Regions from separate parts of the Neogale vison genome. Here region 1 is linked to region 2. A link is a contact called in public Hi-C data. All regions are on one chromosome and are shown on one strand. Each heading gives the region's core, a stretch centred on a gene start, on an enhancer-like site or on the middle of the called end of the contact. The rest is flanking DNA. Distances are from core to core; before and after follow the strand shown. Region 1 holds the start of PEAK1 (inactive tyrosine-protein kinase PEAK1). Region 2 has its middle 85 kb from the start of HMG20A.

Evidence for each region. A called contact is a pair of places that touch in the nucleus more often than the background predicts.
Region 1: a contact with region 2 is called in a Hi-C map of fibroblasts, with 4 times the contacts expected there. The contact joins the promoter of PEAK1 here to the enhancer-like site in region 2. A contact is called at or near these places in 2 of 3 Hi-C or Micro-C datasets (fibroblasts and muscle).

Annotation. Positions count from the first base shown.
Region 1 is chr13:117,965,135-117,972,295 of ASM_NN_V1, reverse strand. PEAK1 (inactive tyrosine-protein kinase PEAK1) reads right to left here and starts at 1,307. Exons shown (of 10, transcript XR_006381652.1): 1 at 1,195-1,307. It overlaps HMG20A (high mobility group protein 20A), which reads left to right and starts at 1,879. Exons shown (of 11, transcript XM_044232059.1): 1 at 1,879-2,183.
Region 2 is chr13:117,881,766-117,888,729 of ASM_NN_V1, reverse strand. No RefSeq gene overlaps it. Among named protein-coding and RNA genes, the nearest start is that of HMG20A, 85 kb to the left of the region's middle. Within about 2 kb of position 3,444, the one cell type or tissue checked has open chromatin away from gene starts, as enhancers often do. A contact at or near this core is called in fibroblasts, where this site is marked.

The DNA of each region.
Region 1 (7,161 bases), core at 58-2,557, 86 kb before region 2:
GTTCTCCCACTACACACATTCCTACATTATTTCATTTATCAGGATAAAAAGACGCTGTGGCTGAACAAAAAATCAGTACACAGGCCCCAAAACAGAATCCTGGTGGCAAACACGATTCAGGTGAAAAGCTGTTGACATACATCATCCAATGACCTAAAAATAGCCTTTTATGTAAGTCTCCAAATACTTAATTCAACGCTTAATCTTACCACATTTAACAGAGGCAGAAGAAAAATGTATTAGGTTTTCTATAGCAAAGCCAATAAAGATGAAATCATAGTTTTCTTTTAACTCGTCACTATCCCCTCAACGCCAGCCTTGTAATAACTCCATTCCACAGCTCTCAAATTCCTAAACTTGGATCTTGGGCGGGGGGGGGGGGGGGGAACGGATGGCGAAAAAGTACCATTTAAAGGTGGGAAATCTCCTTCCTGTTGCTCTCAGCAGTCTTTAACATTGTCAAAGGTCGAAAAACGAAATCAAATTCTCAGACCGATGGTGCAGAGACAGCGAGGGGGAGGGATGGAGGTTCAGACTGCTAGTCCTCAACGCGGGAGGTAAGAAAAGTAGCAAGAACGGATGAGTCAAAGGGCAAAGGAGAAACAGACTGACCAACCGAACCACTGAAAATTCCCAAACAACCCAGCAAACCCGCACGTTAGGGGCCTCACAAACCGCAGGGCCAAAGGAGTGGGCAAAGAGCCCCCGGGTTTCGTCCCGGCGCGGCCGGCGAGCCTGCTCCGGATCCGCCCGGGTTTGGAACAGGCTGACCGTGTAGACTTAGCAAAGAGAGAGAGAAGCCCTTCCTGTCCCAGTCTCCCCGCATCCAGCTCTTTACAGGCTCCACTTTCCCCAGCAGCCTCCCAGCCGCGCCCGGGGGCGTCCCTCTTCTCCAGGTCCCAACTTTCCCTCCTCTGGGGGGCGCCGAGCTACTGGGGCCGCCGCCGCCGGCGCGGTAGGGGGCGGGGGCGGCGGCGGCTAGCCCCGGGGGCGGCGGGGCTCGGGGGCGGCCGCAGAGCCCGCGCCAGGCGGGACACACCGGCCGCCTGGGCCCCCGCGGCGGCGCCACTCGACCCCGAGCCGCCCCGCCCGGATTCCCCCGGGTCAGCGCCCTCGCTCCAGGACGACCGTCGTCCCCCAAATCGGCGCCGGAGAAGGGAACCAAGGGGACTCGGGGAGCCCTGCCCCCGTTACCTGAAAGGCGCACATGCCGCTGTGGTGACCACCATCGCCGGCCGTCCCGTCCCCTTCCTGGTAACCGCTGCCGCCTCCACCGAGCAACTGACACTGACTAACAAGTAACTAACTACTCGCCGCCGCCGAGTCTGCCGCGCGCTCCCGGCCGCCCGCCCGCCGCCCGCCCAGCCCACCAGCCTTCCAGCCTCCTCCCAGCCCAGCGCGCCACCCCTCTGCGCGCACACTCGCCGCCGCGCTCCCTAGGGGAGAGCACGCGCGCGCGCACGAGCCCTCGGCCGTCGGCCCCTCTCTCAGCCTCACTTCGGCCCCGCGGGAGGAGTCACCGTGACGCCCCTCCTCTCGCGTTCCTACCTCCAGAGGATGAGCCTATGAGGGCACCTGATTGGTGACGGGGGCGTGGCCAAAGGAAGAGGGCAGGACGAGCAGGACCTTGGTGCAAAGTGAAGGGAAATTTTGGTTCCATTAAGTTCCAGAGGAAAAGGGCAACAGAGTATTGGCCCTTTTGGTGCCGAAGTCCCTTGATCAGTCTGCCCTCGAATACAAAACATGTGTTTCCAAGGATTACAGTATATAGCAGTTACCGATTCCTTTCTGCAGGCCTTAGCAGTTTAAAAAACTACAGCTCCCAGAAACCTCCGCGAAAGTAAGACTCACCTTGCGTAATCACGTAGTCCTTCGCCGCATTTGAACAAAATAATCCCTTCGTTTTTCTGAAGGTGTGGGGAATAATATTCGATTTTTCTCCCCACCGGAACAATTTTAAATGCTACTGCGCTAAGAAAAGTTACCTATGAGGCGATGGTTAAGCGACTAGGTAAAGGGAAAGAAAATATGTCAAAATAAAGTGCTGCGGATGAATTTTTTTCCATGCTGTGAGGCGACGGAGTGAGAAGAGTGAAGGCGATTGAGAGGGGCTCAGGGAATTGTCCTCTGTGCAAGGGACTTTCTATAGGCCCCAGGCCCCTGCCTGCCCCTATCGTCAGCAGGTCAGTAAGCACGGCGAGTTTCGGGGTGGCCCCAGTGGAGGTGCCCTTCACCCCCTTGAGGATCATCTCTCTTTTGCTGTTGTTACTGGTTTGTCTCGGTTTGAGGCCGACTGAATGGGGGCGCTTCACTTCCGGTTGGGGGAAGGGAGGAAGGCAGTCCAAGGGGAGGGGGAAGACAGAACTCATTTCCTGTGGGGGTAGGGTGATGGTTTGGGGGTGTCCGACCCACTTCCAGAGCCGGCGAAGGCTTGAAAAGGTGGTACTTGGTGCCATTTGCATAGACGGTCTCCTGTTAAAGTTTTAGGATTGTGTTTTATGTGAAAAGTTAGGTTATTCCACAAAGTTGTGCTAATCACCAGCCTCCAGTCAGAATTTTTGAGTTTTATTTCCACGTGTAAGATGGAAAATTTCCTCCCCCCAGTTGTTTAATGCGTTCATCACAGTATTCGAAGACCCTCGTTAAAACTACTCCGCTCTACAAGACATACTTTATTGTGTAATTAATGGATTCTCTACCTCTGCTCCCCTACTCAAGTCCAACCTTATTTGAGTGAGGTATAGTGGTGTGTTCTGTCTTGGCATGCCACCCGAACTCTGTACGTGCTCTTTTAAGGAGGTGGTTTATTATAGGACTCAGTGTTTTGAGGCATTTTCACCTTATAAGAGTGGAAGTATCTACTGAAGTACTAAAATACTTGGTATTACCTTAACTGGTACGATTAGGGTCTTAAATTCTTAGACCTGTTGATTTGAGGCTACAGCTTTTGCCCTGTACCTGAAAACAACTTCCCCTAACCTTAAAAATTCTTACATGTAACTTTCATGTAGCACTTGTGAGAGTTGTGCGCTGGTATATTTTTCCCCTTTGTAATTTAATTAATTTCAGCACCGATTAAAAACTGGTATCTGCTGTTTGTGTTTTCAAACCATGGTGCAAGGGCCATGATACTAAGCTAGATTTTAAGCATGCAGGACATTTGGCTCACAGAGGACAAAAGGTGAATAAGACAGAACTTTTTATTTTTCCTATGGTCTCAATGCTTTATAAGAAACGATATGTAAAGTGGTAATAAATACTCAACAATTTAGATTTCTTGGCTTCTCTATTCAAGTATCACTGTGTGGGTGTGTGTGGGGGTGTGTGTGTGTACTGAAGGAATCAATCTGGAGCCTATGAGATCTCAACTTGAGTGATTTTAGAATACCAAGTGAACTGTAATGTCTTTAAAGGATTTTAAAAAGAATAAGGCCTGTGTATTTTTTCCTTTGGTATTTGTTACCTACTCTCTCCTCAGAATTTGCAGTTGTTTTAATTCTAGTTCTTTTTTTTTTTTTAAGATTTTATTTGTTTATTTGATAGAGAGATTACAAGTAGGCAGAGAGGCAGGCAGAGAGAGAGAGGGAAGCAGGCTCCCCGCTGAGCAGAGAGACCGATGCGGGACTTTATCCCAGGACACTGAGATCATGACCTGAGCCGAAGGCAGAGGCTTAACCCACTGAGCCACCCAGGCACCCTAATTCTAGTTCTTTTAAAAAGTTATTTCACTTAGAGTTTATTACAGAATGTTTTAAACCAAATACTACAATAAGGAAAAAATATGTGTTTTAGCCTTCTGTAACATTAAAAAAAAAAAACAAAACTAAGACCCTAAAATCAGTGAGTTACCTTTTGAAAGACTACAAAATTTCTGCAGTAACTGAAAAAGCAAGACCTGATAATGTCTATGTTATGATTAATTGAAGGTTCAGGACATGTAGACTGCTGCAAGCAAGTATTAATTAATTGATTAGAAAGAAAATGCTCACTATCATATTAATGTAATACAGAAGAAAATATGATATGATCACCCTGACAAATTAAACTATAGTATTAGGAATTACTGAAGTAAGCAAATATTGTGGAACTAAATGAAAAGATAGAGAGAATTTAGTTCAAATATTGATTGAGATACATAGTACTGCCTTTAGGAAACGAGAGATCAAAGGAGTTTTTTTCTATTGGGTCTTTATAATATTCTGGGGAAGAATTGCAGTATAACAGAAATAAGAAAAATTGCTGCAGCTGTGAAAGACTTGAGCAGCTTGAAGAACTGTCTGTTCTGAAGAAAGTAATATATACAGCACATATCTGAAAGAAGACGTTTTGTGATAAGTGGTAGTTATTCATTGGTTCCATCAAAGAAGAAATATTAGAAAAGCTTGTGAAAAACAGAGGAAAAAGTCTGTGAAACCTGCTTTTATTCTTTTTAAATCTTTAAAAGTGTCTCTTTAGGAAGGATTGCTATCTTCCAAAGACTTTCTTTTTCCTTCTGTGCTCTTTGTTGCAGCTTTTTTTATATGTTTTAATAGAAACATAGTATCAAAATTAGAAAAATAAAGACTTATGGAAGTGTACTCTGCTACTTCTTTGAGTTAATGATTTTGAGGTTTTCATTCCATTGCTTGCCATCTATAAGAAAGAAATTGTTGGTACTTTTAGGGTACTCAGATTAGATAGCCGTTTTTCTTTTCCAAAAACAGCCCCTGGATATATTGCTCACAAAAGTTTAAAACATTAAAATAATAGGTCAAAACTCTGGACTCCATTTCATTGAATCTCATTATCCACAGAGTCCTAGGTGTTGTATAAAGTGCAAAAGTGTCTTTTAATTTCTTTTGTCCACCTTTCATTGTAAAATCATGCTGATGTTTTACAACTATTGCTTTTTTTGTATATTTGTTTTGGTAGTTTGTTTTTACCCTGGGGTTGAGTGTTAAAGAGGGTACCCTAGCAACTTCATTTTTAAGCTTACTACTCTGCTATCTTTATCTCTATTTCTTTTTTTTTCTTTTAATATTTTATTTATTTATTTGACACAGAGAGATCACAAGTAGGCAGAGAGGCAGGCAGAGAGAGAGAGAGGCAGAAGCAGGCTCCCTGCCGAGCAGAAAGCCCAATGCAGGACTCCATCCCAGGACCCTGAGATCATGACCTGAGCCGAAGACAGAGGCTTAACCCACTGAGCCACCCAGGCTACAGAATACTCTCTGTTTCAGGAGTATTCTAATGAGAATACCCCTTACATGACCACATTATGTCAGCAGAAGTTTATTGAATGCTCACTGTGAGATGGACCCTGTTCTAGGGACTTGTGATGTATCAGTGAGTAATAACCAGTGACAAATAACCCTATTCTCATGGAATTTACTCTCTTAGTGTCCAAATGAAAAGTAGACTCTTGCTCCCTTGGTATGCCTAAATAAGATCTATCATATAATCATTGTTCATACTGGATTGAGAAGCAGCCCTAAACTTTATCTCTCTTTATCTTGATCTCTAAACCATTCTAAAACCAGTTTTGAATATTTCAGCCTGATTTTTCTCTAAACCATTAAATCCCCTCTGTTAAATATTTAGTCCTTTTCATCCATGCGTGCATCATAAACTTACCATTCTGGCCTCCTTTATATAGTAAAAGCAAATAAAAGTGATCAGTAGAGAAAGTAGAGGACCAGTGAGGCCTGGTTTCAAAACTGATGTCCACCTTTTACTAGCTGAGCTGACTATCTTGGTTACCTTGAGCAATTTATTTAACCTCTCTGAGCTTCAGTTGCCGTAAACCTAAATACGGTTGTTTGGTCAATCGAAAATATTCTGAGTAAATCACCTGGCACAATGCCTGGTGGTAGGAGCTTAATGAATGCAATTATTTTATTCCCAGTCTTGCTTCTGCTCTTTTGGCCATTAAGATCTGCCTACAAGTGTGTTTTAAGCCTTAGATGTCCCCAAAAGTATGTAGATGCAGTGCCAGGATATTGAAATTATACCTTCTCCCATCAACGTGCTTGGCTATTAAGATTTTATTTTTTATCCCTTGTTGGAAGGAGAGATCTCTAATATCTATGACCACTTTAGAAAATATATATGATAGAAAAGTTTCAAGAAAAGATTAAGGAGTACACCAAAGTAATTTGAATTGTTACAGACTTTCAAATGATTTTTCTAAACCTATTTAAATACTAAGCCTAACATTCAAGAGCCTTCACTCATTACCTGTCTACACATTCCTAACTGGACTGGTGTCTGAAAAAAATTCTGTACTATACCCAGCCTTTCAATATTTGTTCTTGCTATCCTCTGCCTTAAAAATGTTCTCTTTTCCTAGGACTCCCTATCTATCAAAATGCCATCATCTTGGAGGCACCTTCAACTTCAGGATGTATTTTTTGATGTCAGTCCTTCTCACTCCACTCTTTCAAGCATGTATGCTCTGACCATTGACTCTCCAGAGCCTTTTGTACTTGCCTTATGGCATTTAGCATCCAGAGCTGCTGGGGCTGTTTGCTTTTTGTCGTTGTTATTTCTGTATATAGAGCTTATGTACTGCCATAAAAGGCTGCAGACCATATCTTATTCCTGTGTCTGCTGAAATACCTGAAACAATGCTATTCATATCATAAGTATTCAGTGCTTATTTGTGGAGTTGGGGTATGATGGAACTTACTAACTTTTGTGCACTGTTTGTACCCGACATTAAGCAGAGTGACCAGTGTACAACTCAAATGTCTGCCAAATGAAGGAATAAATGAGTCCTCATTTTCACATTTGTGAGCATCTCAGGGTGTCATTGTATCAGTATGCATATATTTTAAAACTACTGTATGATCAAAACTATGAGAGTTGATCCCTGTCCTCAATTTAATTGGAAAGAAGTAAGTTGCAGTTAATGTGTAGACTCGGAAGACTTCAAGTGTTTGAGTGAAGGTGGGATGGAGAGGTCAGTATAGAGTTGTTTGCATTGTGAAAGAAAACCCAAGCTATCTAAACTCAGAAAAAATAGATTTAGATATCAAGAGGTACTTAACTTGTATTTCCACTCATAGTTTGCATACCCAAGAAATTGAAAATACAGGGATGCCTGGGTAGTTGGTTAAGCATCTGCCTTCTGCTCAGATCATGATCCCAGGGTCCTGGGATCAAGCCCCACATTGGGCTCCC
Region 2 (6,964 bases), core at 2,195-4,694:
CAGTTCGTCCTTGCCGCACTCCTGAACTCAAAGCTCTGTGGGGAGAGGCCGGTTAGCAGGCTGTTGAATAGGCAGGACAAGAAGCAAAAAGAGCCTGTGATGGGGGAAACCAAGGAACAGGAGGGAGAGACATTTGGAAATTTGACTCGGTTTCTCCCAACCCTCAGTGAGGGACTCCTCAAGGTGGAATCTGGGGGTAACATGCGTTCTCGCCGGACAGGATCAGGAAGTCATAAACCGTTAAAGGAGCATCAATTCTCGCAGCAGCTGATCAGGTTGTGTATAGTTTCATTCGCTGGTTCAACTAATATTTACTCCCCTCTGTGGCAGGGCAAGGAATGCAGCCAAACAGACCTGGTTCTTGCTTTCACGGAGCTTACTGTCTCTTGGAAGAAACACAATTAAGCAAAGCAGAGTCGATAAGCTATCACCAATGGGCTCAAAAGGAGGAAGACGGGGCGGGGGGGGGGGGGGCTTCTGCAGAGCCTGCTGGCAGGGAGTAGGGACCTGTCTTAGACCGTGGGGTCAGGGAAGACCTCTCCAAAGAAGTAACTCGTAAGATGAGACCAGAGCAATGGGTAGGACTTAGGTAAGGAATCAGGAAGAGAGCATGAAGGCCAGCCTCTGTTGGTGCTGGAGAGGGGCTAAATGAAACTCAGGGAAGGGGAGTAGAGAGAGCTTGGGGAAGGGGGCAAAAGGCAGAAGGGAGTTGGACCACAGGAAGTCTTTCAGCCATCCTAAGGACTTTTGGGGATTGAGTGTGCCTGGGGGGCACCACTGAAGATCTCTAAGTGGGGAGTGATAGAATCCAGTTTGTGGTTTTCAGAAATTCTCCTGACTGCTCTCAGAAGAGTGGGTTGTAGGGAGCAAAGCACCAAAACAGGGAGGGGAGGTGTGTCTGTGACTGAACCCCGGGAGAGATGCTGGCGGTGGGAGCTCCCACTGAGGCTGGGACAGAGAAGAATGGAGGGGAGGAGAGGCTGCAGTAAATCTCAGTGGGCGGTAGAATGAGCACAGTGAGTGACAGCTAGCGGTGGGAAGGAGGGAGGACAGAGGGCAGCTGTGCAGGAATCCCCAGCTTCAAACAGATCCAGAGAGGCGCCATTGGTGGGGATGGACAGTCTGGAGAAGGAGCAGACGGGGCAGGCAGGAATGTCTACAAATCAGAGATCTCCGTGGGCACATTCATCTGAGATGCAGGAGGCTAGGTGCTAAATCAACATCTACAGCGACAATTCTGAAGCTTAAAGATAGGTCCGGACTTTGGGTGACTTTTACTGAAGACCCCTAAGGATGCACTCAGTGTCAACCCCTTCGTCTCAGATCTTGGCACTGAGCTACAGGCAATAAGTCAGACCCTGTCAACCTCTACCATCCTGACTAAAGACTGCACTCTGATTCTCAGCCCCGCTGTCAACTCTGACTATTTCTTTGTTCTGCCCCTGATACCAGAACAGCAGCGGGACCAGGTGCCACTTTCCAGGCAGCTTAAGTCAGGCAGTTTCTCTAAAGGTGTTCAGAACATTGAACTTGCAGAGGTTTCTCTCGTGGGATTTCTGCAGGGGGAGCTTTGCATCTATAAAGATGCTAAACATCCTCACGCCTTCCAGTGAATTACTGTCTATTTATCACAGCCAATTTTATAGCAAATATGATTGGGATATCTACTGATGATTTCTTAGAACTGGAAGAAAATAACAGGACAGACCAAGGGAATTGCAACTAAACATGCTAACGACAGAGAAGGGCTGTAAATTTTAGAAAATTGTAAATTGTGGTCATGCAAAGAAGAGGTTTCACTGTACCCTGAAGATGTGACCCACAGCTAAATGGGGCCAAGATTAATCATGTCTTGGTCTTATACATAAGCCAAAGGAGCTTTTCTAAAGATCATGCCTATTAAAGCAGAGAAGACTTTTCCGGAGGTAATACCATAATGAGCTCCAGGCATTTAATGAGAGACAAGTGCTATTGTTAAAGGGGTAACCTTCAGCATCTAATCTGGAAACGAAGCGGGCCTGCTCGCTCTGCAAAATGAGACCCCAATCCAGTCCATGAGATGAAGAGGACACTCACATTTCTAGATGCTCGGGTGCAGGCAAAACTGAAATTTTCCAGATGAGGGAGAAAGGCGTTTATTTTTGTTTTTATAATTAGGAAAGGACATTACCTGTTAGGAGCAAAGCCCTGACTCCAGGCTGCAGGCCCAGGGGCTTCTAAAGGCAGTCAAATAAAAACAGCATTCAGGAACGAAACAGCCTAAGGAGCTTGATGGAGTTTCCCAAAAACCTCCGAGGAATAGACAGCATTCTGGAGAGAGGAGACTTGGCTTCCATCTCTGTCACAGCTGCTGTCTTCAATGAGGGAAACTGCCTGGCCAGAAAAATATCACCAGGGTGACCCCAGAAAAAGAGCCATCTCACCCTGTTCCCTTTTCTCCAGCCCCCAGAAGTCTCTCGTCTAAGCATTTATGTTGTGTCAGCTCTCACTTTGCTATGCACTAGAAAGTTCCAGGATGCAAGCCTGACCCTCCTTCCCCCAAACTGTCATGTGGACAGGATACTGCCTCACGTCCTGGCCCCCGCTGCCACGTCCTGCCCCACTTGCTGCCTCTGGCTTCCTCTCGCAATCCCAGGAGACAGAAAGCAGCAGGGGCAGGAAGGGAGCTAGCAGGGTCTCAGGGGTGGAAACCCTCTGGATGCCTGAACCCCAGCTGGTTTGCCCTGGGCCTGCCTTTCTGGATAGAAGCAAGGGCAATCTCCAGCTTCCCCCGAATGTCCCTTTCTTATACCTGCAGCAGCACAGAACAAGCCAGTTCATTGTGTTCTTGGATATAAATATTGATTCTAGGTGGTGTTAACATTCTGTTCATAAAAGAATGTAACACATTTCTCCCACACCATATTAGACTGATGTGTTGTTTGGCCAAGAGAAGTACAGATTGCTGGCTTCTGCGGGAAAATGTGGACATTTAAATGCATGCAGCTTGCGGACGTCTAGGGAACATTCTGGGAATAGCAACCAGGTCCCTTCCCGGGCTTCGGCTCTGCCTTCCTCCAGCCAGTCTCTCCTCTCCCTGCTCCATCGTTTGCAAATGTCACCAGCATTTCTAATCGCTTGCCGTATGGGAAGACGCTTTCTTAAAATTAGATCTTCTTTCCCAACGACCTGGAAACGTGGGCAGTTGCTCTCTTCAGGAAGCCCACAGGGGCAAGGCCAAACATCTTTAGCTTTCTTCCCTTGGGGGAAAGATCTGGGAGGTCCTGCTCTTCTGTTTTCTTTTCCCCCCTCCACGTGGGAGGGAAGGGCAAAGGCTTCAGACCAGAGGTGGTCCCTCCAAGCATTCCACCCGGGCTGAACCAAGCCCAAGACTCCAGTGTGCTGGCTGCCTTGGCAAGGCAAATTCCCCACATTCCACCAGTGCTCTTGAGGGGGAAACTGAACTAATGAGAAAGTGGAATTCTTGATGTGTATTCTCGCTCACTCGGTGCCAGCACGTCTCACACGGACAGATCTTCATCCAACATTTCATAAGAGAGTGGTAGAGCCCATTTCCAGATGTGTGGGAGAGCTGCCCGGGACAGGAGGCTGTTGGGAGAGCCAGCGCCCTCTGCTGCCCTGGCCGGGAAACACCACCACGGTGTGGAGAGACCCGGGGGCTCAAAAAAGCCTGCGGCTCTGTTCAAGCCCACAGCAGACCCACGCTGGTCCAAGGAGGGCCTGCAGCTCCTTGCTATTCAAACGCTGAGTCTGCAAGGAGCTGGCTTCCCTCCGTCTAGCTGGCTCTCTTTATGTTTTGTGCTTGTGAACAAGCCAGAAATGGAGAGCATTTATAATAAAACCCCAGCCTCCCACAGCATCCTCTGGTCCTGTGCCCGAGAAGGTGTGGATCGCTGGTGCTGCTCCTGCCCGTGAACCTGGCCAGCAGGCCCAGGCAAGGCAAGGCGAGGAGGGCAGCCTGCCCAGGGAGAGACCTCCCGCCCATCAGCAGCCCTCCGGCCACACCCTTGCCTAAGATTGCAGCTTCCAGAAGCCTTGCCGGCTCCAGAGGCTTGCAGCCGAGGGGAAGTTGCAACTGCTCCCACTCAGGCACACTGGCATCTCCAAGGGGCCTCCAGAGCTGGCACAGCCAAGAGCCTGGCTCCGTTTGCAAGCTGAGACCGAGCTGCCGCCCCCTCTGCTCACTGCCTGCCAAGACAGCGACGCAGCCGTGGGTCCCGGGCTGGCTCCAGGGTCGGGCTTGCTGCTGCAGGAGAGACAGAAGAGAGAGAACGGGAGACAGGGAGAGAGCAGTCCTGGTGAAAAATGCTGTGGACGTACTCAGGTGGGAGTGTGGGGACTCTGGTGAACTGAAAGCCTCCTTGGTCAACCTTGCAGTTTTGCAAAATAGCACAGAACAGTCCATTTTGAGTTGGGGGCGGGGAGCAAGGTTTTTAATTAATTTATTTATTTTACTTACTTATTTTATTTTGTTTTGCTTTGTTTTTTGGCAGACCGACCTCCTCCCTGCTGGGAGAAGAAACACCCAACCCCCTCGAGCCAACCCCTAACAACAACTCCCTTCTCTCTCTCTGGGACCAATTTCCAGACTGCACAGTGGTCCCGACAAGGTCAATGAGCCGAAGTTGTAAGCAGAAGATCTTTATCTATGTGGGAAATAGGAAAATCATTTGCCTGATAAAAGGAAATACGATAAATAGCCTCGAAATTCCTGGCTGCGTTCCCCCCCCACCCCCGGCCCCGGGGCCCCTCCTCCGCTGGAGAAATTGCGCGGGGCAGGAGTCCATGTGCTGCTCCAGCAGGTTTAAAAATAGCACACAGCACACAGCCCTCTCTTACCTTCCAGAAAGACTTCATTACCGGATCCTCAGCCCTGAGCCCGCAGAGCCGCTGCCGGCGCTCTCCTCTCCCCTTGCTGGGTTTTCCTTTGTTGAAAGCGGTCAGGCGGTTTTACTCCTGGGCCAGCTCCTGCTCAGCTCGTCTTGCTCGTGGCATGTCTGAAGCTCCAAGAAAGTCCATTGTATTTAATGGGGTGTTAACTCTGTTTATGCTCTGGGACTCGTGCGGTAACTCTACACTCCTGCAAGACAAGCAACTTGAACCTGAAGCTGGCCTCTCCCCCCACACCCACCCCTGTGGGCCCCAGTATCCAGGCCCTCTGGCCCTCGCCACCCGCCCTCCTCTGGCTCAGGTCGCTGAGGAAAGCCTGACCGTGGCTGAAGCAGGGAAACCTGGGGCTCAGAGCCACAGCTGCCACTTGCTGCTGGGACAGGAGGCGGGTCTCTTCATCTCTTAAGAGACTCGATTTTCTCCGCTGTAGAATGGAGGTTTAATTGGGCCCTGAATACCTCAGAAGGCTGTTGAGGTACAATAATGACATCATGGACAAACATTCGGGTGGGTTCTCCGAAGGCCTCTGTGCTGCGACTCCCAACCAGGCCACTTCTGTATCCCCTTGGAAGCCAGGTGACATCTCCTGACCCTCTCTCCACTAGAATCGGGGCAGGGGGCATCTGTACTGACCGTGAAGTCCATGGATCAGGCTGTGTCTTCACTATGTATCCTGCGGGATGTTCTAAATCCATGACTACTGCTCTGTTTACTGCTGGGTGTTCTCCCAGGAAGCAGCCTTCTCTTCTTGCCATTTACTTATTCACAGTGCCCGCCCTAAAAGGTACTTAACACAGAAAAGACTAGGTGTTCCCTTCTAGCTCTGGAGCTCGCAGTCTGGATCAAAATCGCCTAAGCCCAGGTAGTTTCTAATACGCTATGAAGTTCTGTGCGAACTATGTCTTGGGTTATCCCATCTGACCTACAACCTGGATTCTTAGGGACCTTCCAGAGTGTGCCCCATCCCCACCCACCCTGCTCATTCCACATCTGGAGCTCTGCCTGGCGTTCCCTCTCCGGGAGCCAGGTTGTCCCTCCTGGATCCACAGGTCGGGGATACGTCTTGCTCCCCTCCTCTTTGGAGTCCCTTGTCTCTGGTTCCAGCTCCCTCAGGCCTTCCCCATCTGGCATTCTGTGGAATCCTCAAACTCAATTTGTCCAAAATGATGTAGTCCCCCACACCCACAGTTTCTCTTGTGTCTGCCGGCTCAGGTGCGAGCGCCACTGCCCACTCAACGCTGGAGAACCTGAAATCCTTCTGCACGCTTCTCCCTAGATCCCAGCCTTCTTCCTGGCTCTGCCCTCACCTCCCTCATTCCCCGAACACCCCGGATTCCAGATTCCGCCATCCCCAAGCCAGGCCTTCGTAAGGCCCTCGGCATCAGCTCTCCCTTGGGCTCCAGCAATAGCTCTTGGATTTGCTTTTCTTTCATAACTAGTTCTGCAGTAGCTCCAACCTGGCCTTGGTATCTCTGGTGCCCCTTAGTCCTCTCCCTAGCACATCCATTTGTCCTGCTGCCACTCTAAGAGCAATCTTTCTAGAATGCAAATCTAACCTTGTAACTACCACTCTATTTAAATCACCGTTCTGGCAGTTGCTTTTGGCTTTATTTTCTTAGTTAAGCCTTCTGATAATTCCAGATGATAAGCATCATGTTCCCCACTTCGCAGTTGAAACTGAGATTTGCTAGCTTAAAGGCCTCAAGGCCACGTAGCTATTATGCCTTGTAAAACCAGGATTTGAACCCATGTCTGTCTTATACTGCAAACACCACGTTCAAAAGGGTGGCCAGCTGGGTGCTTGGCGCACGGCAGGTAGACCACAGTTTGCCCTTCGTTCCCCCTTTCACAAACTTCAGTCTCTTTAGCAAGGTACAAAGGGTCATTCCATCAGGCTGGCCAGTGTCTCCAAAAGTGTCTCCTGCCACGCACCATGTCCTGTCATTCCCACCACCCATCAGGCCACATTAGATCACATGCTGTCCCCCAGATCCCCTGTGTCTTCCTGACTGCGACTTTTTGAAATCCTCTTTCCCACTGCTTGGCAGGCCTTTTCTCTTCCTATCTGTCCTCA